Regions from separate parts of the Pan troglodytes genome. Here region 1 is linked to region 2. A link is a contact called in public HiChIP or PLAC-seq data. All regions are on one chromosome and are shown on one strand. The core of a region is the stretch at or near the end of the contact, and the rest is flanking DNA. Distances in the headings are between cores, read along the strand shown.

Region 1 (4,217 bases), core at 1,074-3,573, 300 kb after region 2:
CACGTCCAGCTAATTTTTGTATTTTTAGTGGAGACGGGGTTTCACCATGTTGGCTAGGCTGCTCTTGAACTCCTGGCCTCAGGTGATCCGCCCGCCTGGGCTCCCAAAGTGCTGGGGTTACAAGCATGGGCCACTACCCCCGGCTCTAATTCTTAACCCTCACCCTCTCACGTCTTTGTAGTAGAGCACTACCAACCTTCCCCACCTCCAGGACTCCATCTCCAATTACTCTCTTGCTCAATCACCAGACACGCTGCCCCCCTTGTTTGATCTAGAACTAGTCAAGCAGGCATGCTCCCTTTGACTGACCATTCCCTCTCCTGGAATGATCCTGATATTTACATGGCTAATTTCCTTATCTTTTTCAATTTTTGGCTCAAATCTCACCTTTTCAATGAGGTCAACCCAGATCACATCATTTAACATTTTCACCCATACCCCAACTGTCAAGACTCCCAGTTCCTCTTCACTGCTTTCTATCGTGCTTATCTTCTAACGTAACTTAATTATCTGTTAGGTTTTGTTGTTTAGTGCATGTACATTCAATAACACGCTAATTCCATAGGAAAAGGGTTTTTAGATTTTGTTGTTTTGGGTCTGTTATATTCATAGAAGTATCCCAAACATCTGTGTAAAGCGGTATCTGCCCTATAGCAGACACATAATATATTTTTGCAGAATAATTGAAGTTTAAATATTTACAGACTTCTGAAGGTGTGACAGTCAAAAGTTACAAGTTTTTAGAGACAGTCTCGCTATGTTTCTGGTATTGAACTCAGCCTCAAGCAATCCTCAATTTTCCCAGTAATTGGAGCTAGGTGTGTGTCACCACGTTTGACTCAAAGAATACGTTTATTTTATCTTATTTATTTTTTTGAGACAGAGTCTCGCTCTGTCGCCCAGGCTGGAGTGCAGTGGCACGATCTGGGCTCACTGCAAGCTCCGCCTCCCGGGTTCACGCCATTCTCCTGCCTCGGCCTCCCCAGTAGCTGGGACTACAGGCGCCCGCCCCGACGCCCGGCTAATTTTTTGTATTTTTAGTAGAGACGGGGTTTCACCGTGTTAGCCAGGATGGTCTGGATCTCCTGACCTCGTGATCCTCCCGCCTCGGCCTCCGAAAGTGCTGAGATTACAGGCGTGAGCCACCGCGCCCGGCAAGGAATACGTTTTAATAAAGTAAAAGTTACTGTTAATAATTAGGCACGTAACTCCTGGACCCTGAAACAATTATGCTGTCTTCTGTAAAATAGGAAAATATCAGGCATCACAGGAGAAGTATGATCCCATTTCTATTTTTTAAATGTCTGTGAACGTGTGTAATCACAGAAAAACTCTGGAAGGTTGTCAGAAAAACGTTAACATACCCCTGGGGGTATGAAAAAAGGCGTTTTTCCTCCCCCTTCTCCCCCCCACCGACCGATAGTTCTTTTGTCTTTTTACAATAAGCATGCATGCAACAGGAATGTTAAAAATCGATTTCTTTTTCTAAACCGACAATGTATATAATTATTAAAGGGGGAAAAACACTTCTGAAATGCAAAACATGGAATCACTCTTGCAGAGATACCAGAGATCTCTGAAAGCTGGAAGCTTGTCTCTTCTCTGAACTCCTAGTGCCTAACAAGCAGTAGGCAGCCCTCATTACGGCCTCTTGGCAAAAAGGGCAGAACAAACAGCTTTTGGTAGGTCTCGATCAAAATGGTAACAAATCACAGTTTTAATAAAATGGCAAATATTCTAACTGCCAACTCTTGGATGTTTGCATTATAAAATGAAGCAATACAAAGATAAAGGCAATTTTCTGTCTTCATTTAAAAAAAAAAGCAACCTTAATACCCAGTGGCAACCCTAAGTTATGAATAAAGCAGCAGCACAGAAAATGTTGCTTGGGTTCCCTTTCCCAAGCTGTCCAGCCTCGGCGGCTCCGTTCTTGAGCTCCAAGAGTCTGGGCACAAAAAGCCGCGTGGCCCTGGATCCTGCAAATTGGGAAACTGGGGGATCCTGCAGGCCAATGGCCTTACGGGAGCCAATGTGACGGGATCAGGCGCAGACCCATTTAGGTTGCCGTAACCGGCCAACTCAGAACGCAATAGGGAAAATCAATTAGGATCTGCAGAGGGTTCCCGGATACACCTTGCGAAGAATGCCGCACTCTCCGCCACTCACTCCCCACTCACCGGCACCCGCTAAACCTTCAGCCTGAACTTTTCCTCCGAAGGGAAGCAGAGCAGAGGAAGAACTACTAAGTGCTACACTCAAAGCCTGCCGTCGCAGTGAGCGCGACCTCCAAACTGAGGCATTTTTGTTCCGGCGAAATCCCTCCCACTCAGGAAAGTCCCTAGAAAGAGAGCGCAGGCGCCTGGGTATCACATGACCACTTCCCGGAAGCGCAGCAGACCCGCTCAACTTCATCCTGGGTTGAGGCGGAGTAGAACTTCCAGAATTATGGCGGAGTCCGGGCTGAGGCAGGACCCGCAGAGCACAGCTGCAGCCACTGTGCTAAAGCGGGCCGTAGAACTAGATTCGGAGTCGCGGTATCCGCAGGCTCTGGTGTGTTACCAAGAGGGGATTGATCTGCTCCTGCAGGTTCTGAAAGGTGAGCAATGAGCCAAGGCGGGGAGGACCTGAGGAAAAGGAGCTGGTTCCTGCTGTGTCTGGGGTGAAGTGAATGAGTTAAAAATGATTTTTGCACACCACGAAGAAGCAGTTAAATACAGAAGGTGGGATATTCTACAGGACAACTGGGCCGCTTTCTTTTAGATCTTTAATAGATTGATGTCATCTAGAAAAGGTGGGGAGGCTACTAGTCTAGATTTTAAAAGACTTAAGAGATATAAGATATAACGCAATGTAATATATAAGCTTTGATAGGACCTGGATTTGTACGAACTTTAAAAGACATTTTTGGATCTATTAGAAAAGTTTGAATATAGATTGGGGGACATTAAAATTATTTTCTTAGGCAATATGATTTTTTTCCAAAACTTTCCTTAATTTTTAGAGATGCAGACCAAAGTGTTTTAGAAAGAGATGCTATGATGTCTTTAGTTAATTTTCCTTAAGCAAAAATTTCTTAAAAATCGAAGCTCTATTTGAGCAAAAATGCTAATTTAAAAAATTTCGGTGATGGGTAATAAGGGTGTTTATTATACGATTATTTTTAATTTTCTGTTTAAACATTTGCATTTAAAGCAAGCCAAAGTAAAATTATGTAGCGGTAGAAGAAGAAAAGTTTTTCTTAAACGGATGAAGTTCGGTGTGAGAAATGCGCAGGGTTGTGGAGGAAACAAGTGAGACTTTTCGTATTATTCAATGTTGAGAAATACCCAAATATTCCTTAACACCCAGCACAACCCTGGTTCACAGTAGACACTCAATATGTATGTATTAAATTGATAAGATCAGCTCCTGCTCCCCAACCCCCGACACTCCCGGTCTGGACTAAGCTCCCTCTGTTCTTTCTAGTTTAAGCTTCTTATAATTAAAGTGTTACAGAAGCTTTGAGGCAGCAGAGGGGAGCCCTTTATGGTTTGGTGCTTTGGTCAGAACTACAAACTCTACCGGCCGGGCGCGGTGGCTCACTCCTGTAATCCCAGCACTTTGGGAGGCCAAGGCGGGTGGATCATGAGGTCAAGAGATCGAGACCATCCTGGCCAACATGGTGAAACCCCGTCTCTACTGAAAATACAAAAATTAGCCGGGCATGGTGGCACGCACCTGTAGTCCCAGCTACTTGGGAGGCTGAGGCAGGAGAATTGCTTGAATCCGGGAGGCGGAGGTTGCAGTGAGCCGAGATCGCGCCACTGCACTCCAGTCTGCCAATAGAGCGAGACTCCGTCTCAAAAAAAAGAAAAATTAACTGTAAACTCTACCTTGCCTGGGGCATTATTTGATGATAATGATGACAGTGACAACAGCAATAAGCATAGCTATCACGTTTCAGTGCTGAGTGCCAGGCATTGCAGAAAACATTAAAAGCATGATCTCGTTTCATCCGTACCAATTGCCCTATCAAGTAGGAGTTGATGGTATTCTCGTTTTACAGCATAAAAAGTATTGTTCGCTTTCAAGTTCTGCCACTAGGAGGTGGTAGAGTCACAGTCGGAGCCCAAGGCCCCAACGACTCTGGTATACTGAATCCCAAAAGAGAGATGGTGTACTGTGTTGGTCAGGTGGAACACTGCTCAAGTTTTGGCTGCGCTAGGAATCTGAAGCAG
Region 2 (4,226 bases), core at 89-2,588:
CAAAAGAGCAAAACTCCGTCTCAAAAGAAAAGAAAAGAAAAGAAAGCAATTACGCAATTTGTTTTAAATTATGACGTCTTTGAAAAGTATGCAATCTAAATTCGTTGGATTAGCGACGAGAATACTGAAGTTGAAGTGCATTTATAGAAGTCTATAAAATGGCAAAAACCGAAAGGGAAAGAAATGAGCTATTTGAGTATTCTCTGTGTTGCTAGTAAACAAGTTCCAACTCTGCAAATCAGTTTTCAAAAGAATACTGATTGTTTCCTAAGTACCTGCAGACTCTGAAGCATTTTAGGCAAGGGAATGAGGGGGAAAAAAGTATCTTCATGTTTGTGCATTACAACAATAAAGACTATTATGTAACAATGTGGAGTCTTCAAAGCGACCCTGCCAAGAGGGAGAAAGTGGTCCTTACGGACGGATTGTTTTCTGCTAGAAAGCCCTCAATTAGAATTGTACTTACGCATACATAATATAGGATATTATTTTTATATTCATAGAAAACTGCTTTCTCGGGTAACTCCAGCGCTGTACATGGGATGGGATACCGGCCCTCCGTTTACAAATACTCAGGTGCAATGCTGCCCGGGCACTCAAAGGACAGAAGATAGTGTCTGTGCCCTGCGGGAGCAGGCCACGAATCCCGAAAACGCCGTGGCGCAGTGCTCCTTCCCGCGAACCTGAGTGGGCCGTGGTTCCCGGTTGCTCCGGACATAGGAAAATGTCAGTTCATGTGTGTCCCTTTCTCCACTAGATGTCACTGTAAATCAATTGCTTAAGGAGGGAACCCGGGTATCTGGCGCATCTTCACACAGTACCGGGGTTTGAAGCCCGGTCAGTGTCTGCACTTGTGTCCTTCCCCACTGGGGAGCCCCAAGGCGGGGCAGGCGCGGGGACTCGCTGTGCACGGAGCGGCGCGCTGTCTGAATGGCAACCGAAGCGCCGCGACCCGGTCAACGAAGCGCGGGGGTGACCCGAGTAGGACGGGCGGGCAGGCGGCGCAGTGCGGGGGCGGGCCCGCGCTGCGCTCCCCTCCGCCCAGCTAGCGAGACGGTCACGTGCAGCCCAGGCGCTGCCCCTTGCGGGCGGCTGCAGAACAAGAGGGCGGGGCCGGGGAGGGGAGGAACACGGAGGCCGACGCCGGGCGCCTCGGTGCTACGCCCGAGGCTGGGGTCGCCGCGGGCCGGGGGGAGCAGAGCGCGTGCGCCGCGCGGCTGTGAGCGCGAGCGGGGCCGCGGAGGGGGCGTGGGCGGGGCCGGGGAGCGCGCGCGCGGAACGCTAGGGGGCGTGGCTGCGGCGCGCGCGCTAACCGGAGGGGGAGGGGCGGAGAGCCACCGCGGAGCGAGCGCGGGGTTGGTTGCCGCGAGCGTGGGGGAGCGTGGGCCGCGGCGCTGCTCGGCGGTGGGGCTGCCTTCCCCCGGCCCTCCTCCCTGGTCCCTGGCGAGGGCACTGGCGGCGGCGGGGCCGGGGTCCGCAAGGCCGGAGAAGGCGGCCGGGCCCGGGCATGGTGGTCTGGGGCAACGCGTAAGGTGAGCGACCCCCGGGCCGGCGGCGGGGTGGGGGAGGGGCGGGATCGGACACGCGTCGCCCGGAGGCGCCGCAGACCCGCCCGGCAGCGGCCAGAGCGCGGTCGGCCTGAGGTGGCGCGGGGGAGGGGTGCGTCGCCCCGGCCCGCGGCCGTCCTGTCGCGGCCTGGGCTGTCCGCGGCGCCTTCCTCTGGCGCTCGCAGCCGCCGGGTTATGTAATGTGTGACCTCCCCTCCCCTTCCCTTCCGTCATGGCGCGGCCGGCCCCGCGCCGCCGCCAGCCCCGTGGCCGCCCCGCGCCGACCCCTGGCGCAGCGGCCCTTCCCTCCGCGCCCGGCCGCATCTCGCCGGCCCGGTCAGACCGCGCCGCAAACTCCTTCCTCCTGCGCCGGCGCCTCGGCCGGCCATTCAGTTCCGCGCCATTCATTCACGCGCGCGTTCGGGCGTTCGTTCCACAAGCGTTTGTAGAATGTCGACCCGGCCGAGCCGCCGCTCCCACCCGCACTCCAGCCACAGCGTTTTTCCGCACCCCGCCTTCGACGTCCCCGGTGCATCCCAGAACCGGTCGGAATGTCCGAAGGCGGTTGTTGCTCCCTTGTTTTTCCTTGCTGCTTGTCCGTTCGCTAAATACGCTGGGCGCCGTTCCCCAACGGTCCTTCCGAGAGCCCCTTGCCCACTTCTGTACTGTTACAGTGACGCCGCTCTGGGCGCACCGAGCCGCGCTGTGTTTCGCTGCTCTTCCTACCTATTCCCAGTTTGTAAAGAAATAATCTCACATAACACTCCTTAATGTACTCCTCCGTAAGATAAATTGCAGATAATATACGTCTGCTAATTCTCTTTATCTCCACGTCTTCTCACGCCATGTACTAAGTAGAAATGGTTTCATTTAGGTGAAAATAATGCAGACTAGCACATAGCACAACAAGGGCTTGTAACTATTAAGGACTTTATGTAACAGTCCGTAATTCTGTGTATCTGTCTGGTCTTTCTGGACTTGGCACTTTAGTCTCCGAGAATAAGCCATTTCCTGTTTAGGCAGGGTAGGACCAACCATAACCTTGGTTCTTTCTATGGAGTTCTGTATGTAGCAAATCAGCCTGTGGGAACCATCTATCTGTCCACCAACCTTTCACACATATTCTTGGGTTTGCCCGTGCAGGCACCAGTGCTGCGTATTGTTCCCTGCCTTCCTGTACTGGACACTTAAGAGCTCACCTAAAGTTCCTCTTCCAGGAATCATTCTCCAGTATACAAGGCTCTCTTCCATTCAATTCTTAGGCTATTTGCGCTTTTTCCTGTGTTGCGTTTATCTTTTTAGCCCTGTCTTCTCTTACTGTGTAGGACCTTTGAGGGTAGAGTCTGTACCAAACTCCTGTCTTTTGTTGTAGAACCTTAACCGCTATTTTACGGTAAACCGTACATATTTAATTTTTTTTTTGTAAAGATGGGAATTGCTCTTTTAGAATAATTTCTATGAGGTCTCAGGTAGAACATAATTTTTAAAAAATAATGTGCTTGAATATATAAGATCACTACATTTCCAACTTCCCACTCGCAACTTCAAAACTCTGATTCTACATAAGAGCATTAAAGAAACGTTGTCCTCACCAGCAACAAACTGGTCATTATTCATAAGAAGTTGCAGTGACTACATATAATATATATTTGAAAGCACTTTCTTTGATAGCTGCTGTAGTGGAAAGACAGGAACTTCACAGTTACATGGAGGTTAGATTTCTGGCCCTACAAATTGTTAGCTGGTGACTGTGGACAAGTTAAGTTACTAGTATCTCTGATTTTTTCTCGTTTGTAGAATGAAGATACCATTTCCCACCTTGGGTAGCTGAGGATTAAATCAGTTCTTAAACGTGAGACATCTAGTGACACCATGGTACTCAGGAGGTGCTCAGTAAATACATATTCCCTTTGGTATACCTGTTTATTGCAGTTCACAATCTAGAATGAGCCAGGATGTGCTAGAGACAAAGCGTGAGAGGAAAGGTAATCAGAAGAGGTGACAGGTACCTCTTGTCTCCAAATAAATGAACAAGTCCTACACTAAAGAGCATTGTGGCTCTTTCTGCTTTTCAAGAATGTATGGGTGTGTATATGTGGCGTATTACTGATCATAGAGTATATTAAACAGAACATTTAAAAATGAAAAGGTTTTTTTTTTTACTATAATAGCACCAACTGAAGCGTTAACATGGACATTAGAAAATAATCTTATTTTTTTCCAAAGGCAAGTCAGGAGACGAGACGGGAAAAGGGATATTAAAAAGGCTCTTTAGAGGCAATTAGGTTGCAGGCTCTTCTGTTAGCATCTACTTATAAACAGTACATGAATCCTAGTCTAAGTTCCATTATCTCTTGGTTGGAGTGTTGCCATAGTGCCTTCACTGGTTTATTTCTCTTGCTCCCTGACTGTTCCCTAGGGATTCACCTTGACAACCAGAGGGATCTTTTTAAAAATGTAAATCAGATTGTCACTTTCTTGCTTAGTGTCCTCCAAAAGCATCCTGTGAACCACTTACATTTGAATCTTAGTCGCTTAGCACATCCCATCAGGGCATAGCATGATTTGGCAGCTGCCAGCTTCTAACGTTACCTCTTACTAGGTGACTGACTTTCAGCAACCTACCCCAGTCCCATAGTCATTTTGCCGGTTCTTGAACAAAGTGTTTCTTCCTTAGGA

The links. HiChIP or PLAC-seq counts read pairs in DNA pulled down with a chosen protein or histone mark.
Region 1: a contact with region 2 is called in an H3K4me3 HiChIP or PLAC-seq map of stem cell-derived excitatory neurons, with 4 times the contacts expected there. The contact joins the promoter of MRPL30 here to the promoter of REV1 in region 2. A contact is called at or near these places in 1 of 7 Hi-C or Micro-C datasets (stem cell-derived neural progenitor cells) and 1 of 1 datasets of contacts at active chromatin or transcription factors (stem cell-derived excitatory neurons).

The regions. Positions count from the first base shown.
Region 1 is chr12:23,951,456-23,955,672 of NHGRI_mPanTro3-v2.0_pri, forward strand. It overlaps MRPL30 (mitochondrial ribosomal protein L30), which reads right to left and starts at 2,324. Exons shown (of 7, transcript XR_001715950.4): 1 at 2,178-2,324. MITD1 (microtubule interacting and trafficking domain containing 1) reads left to right here and starts at 2,365. Exons shown (of 8, transcript XR_001715946.3): 1 at 2,365-2,596.
Region 2 is chr12:23,650,951-23,655,176 of NHGRI_mPanTro3-v2.0_pri, forward strand. REV1 (REV1 DNA directed polymerase) reads left to right here and starts at 1,339. Exons shown (of 20, transcript XM_063789479.1): 1 at 1,339-1,532.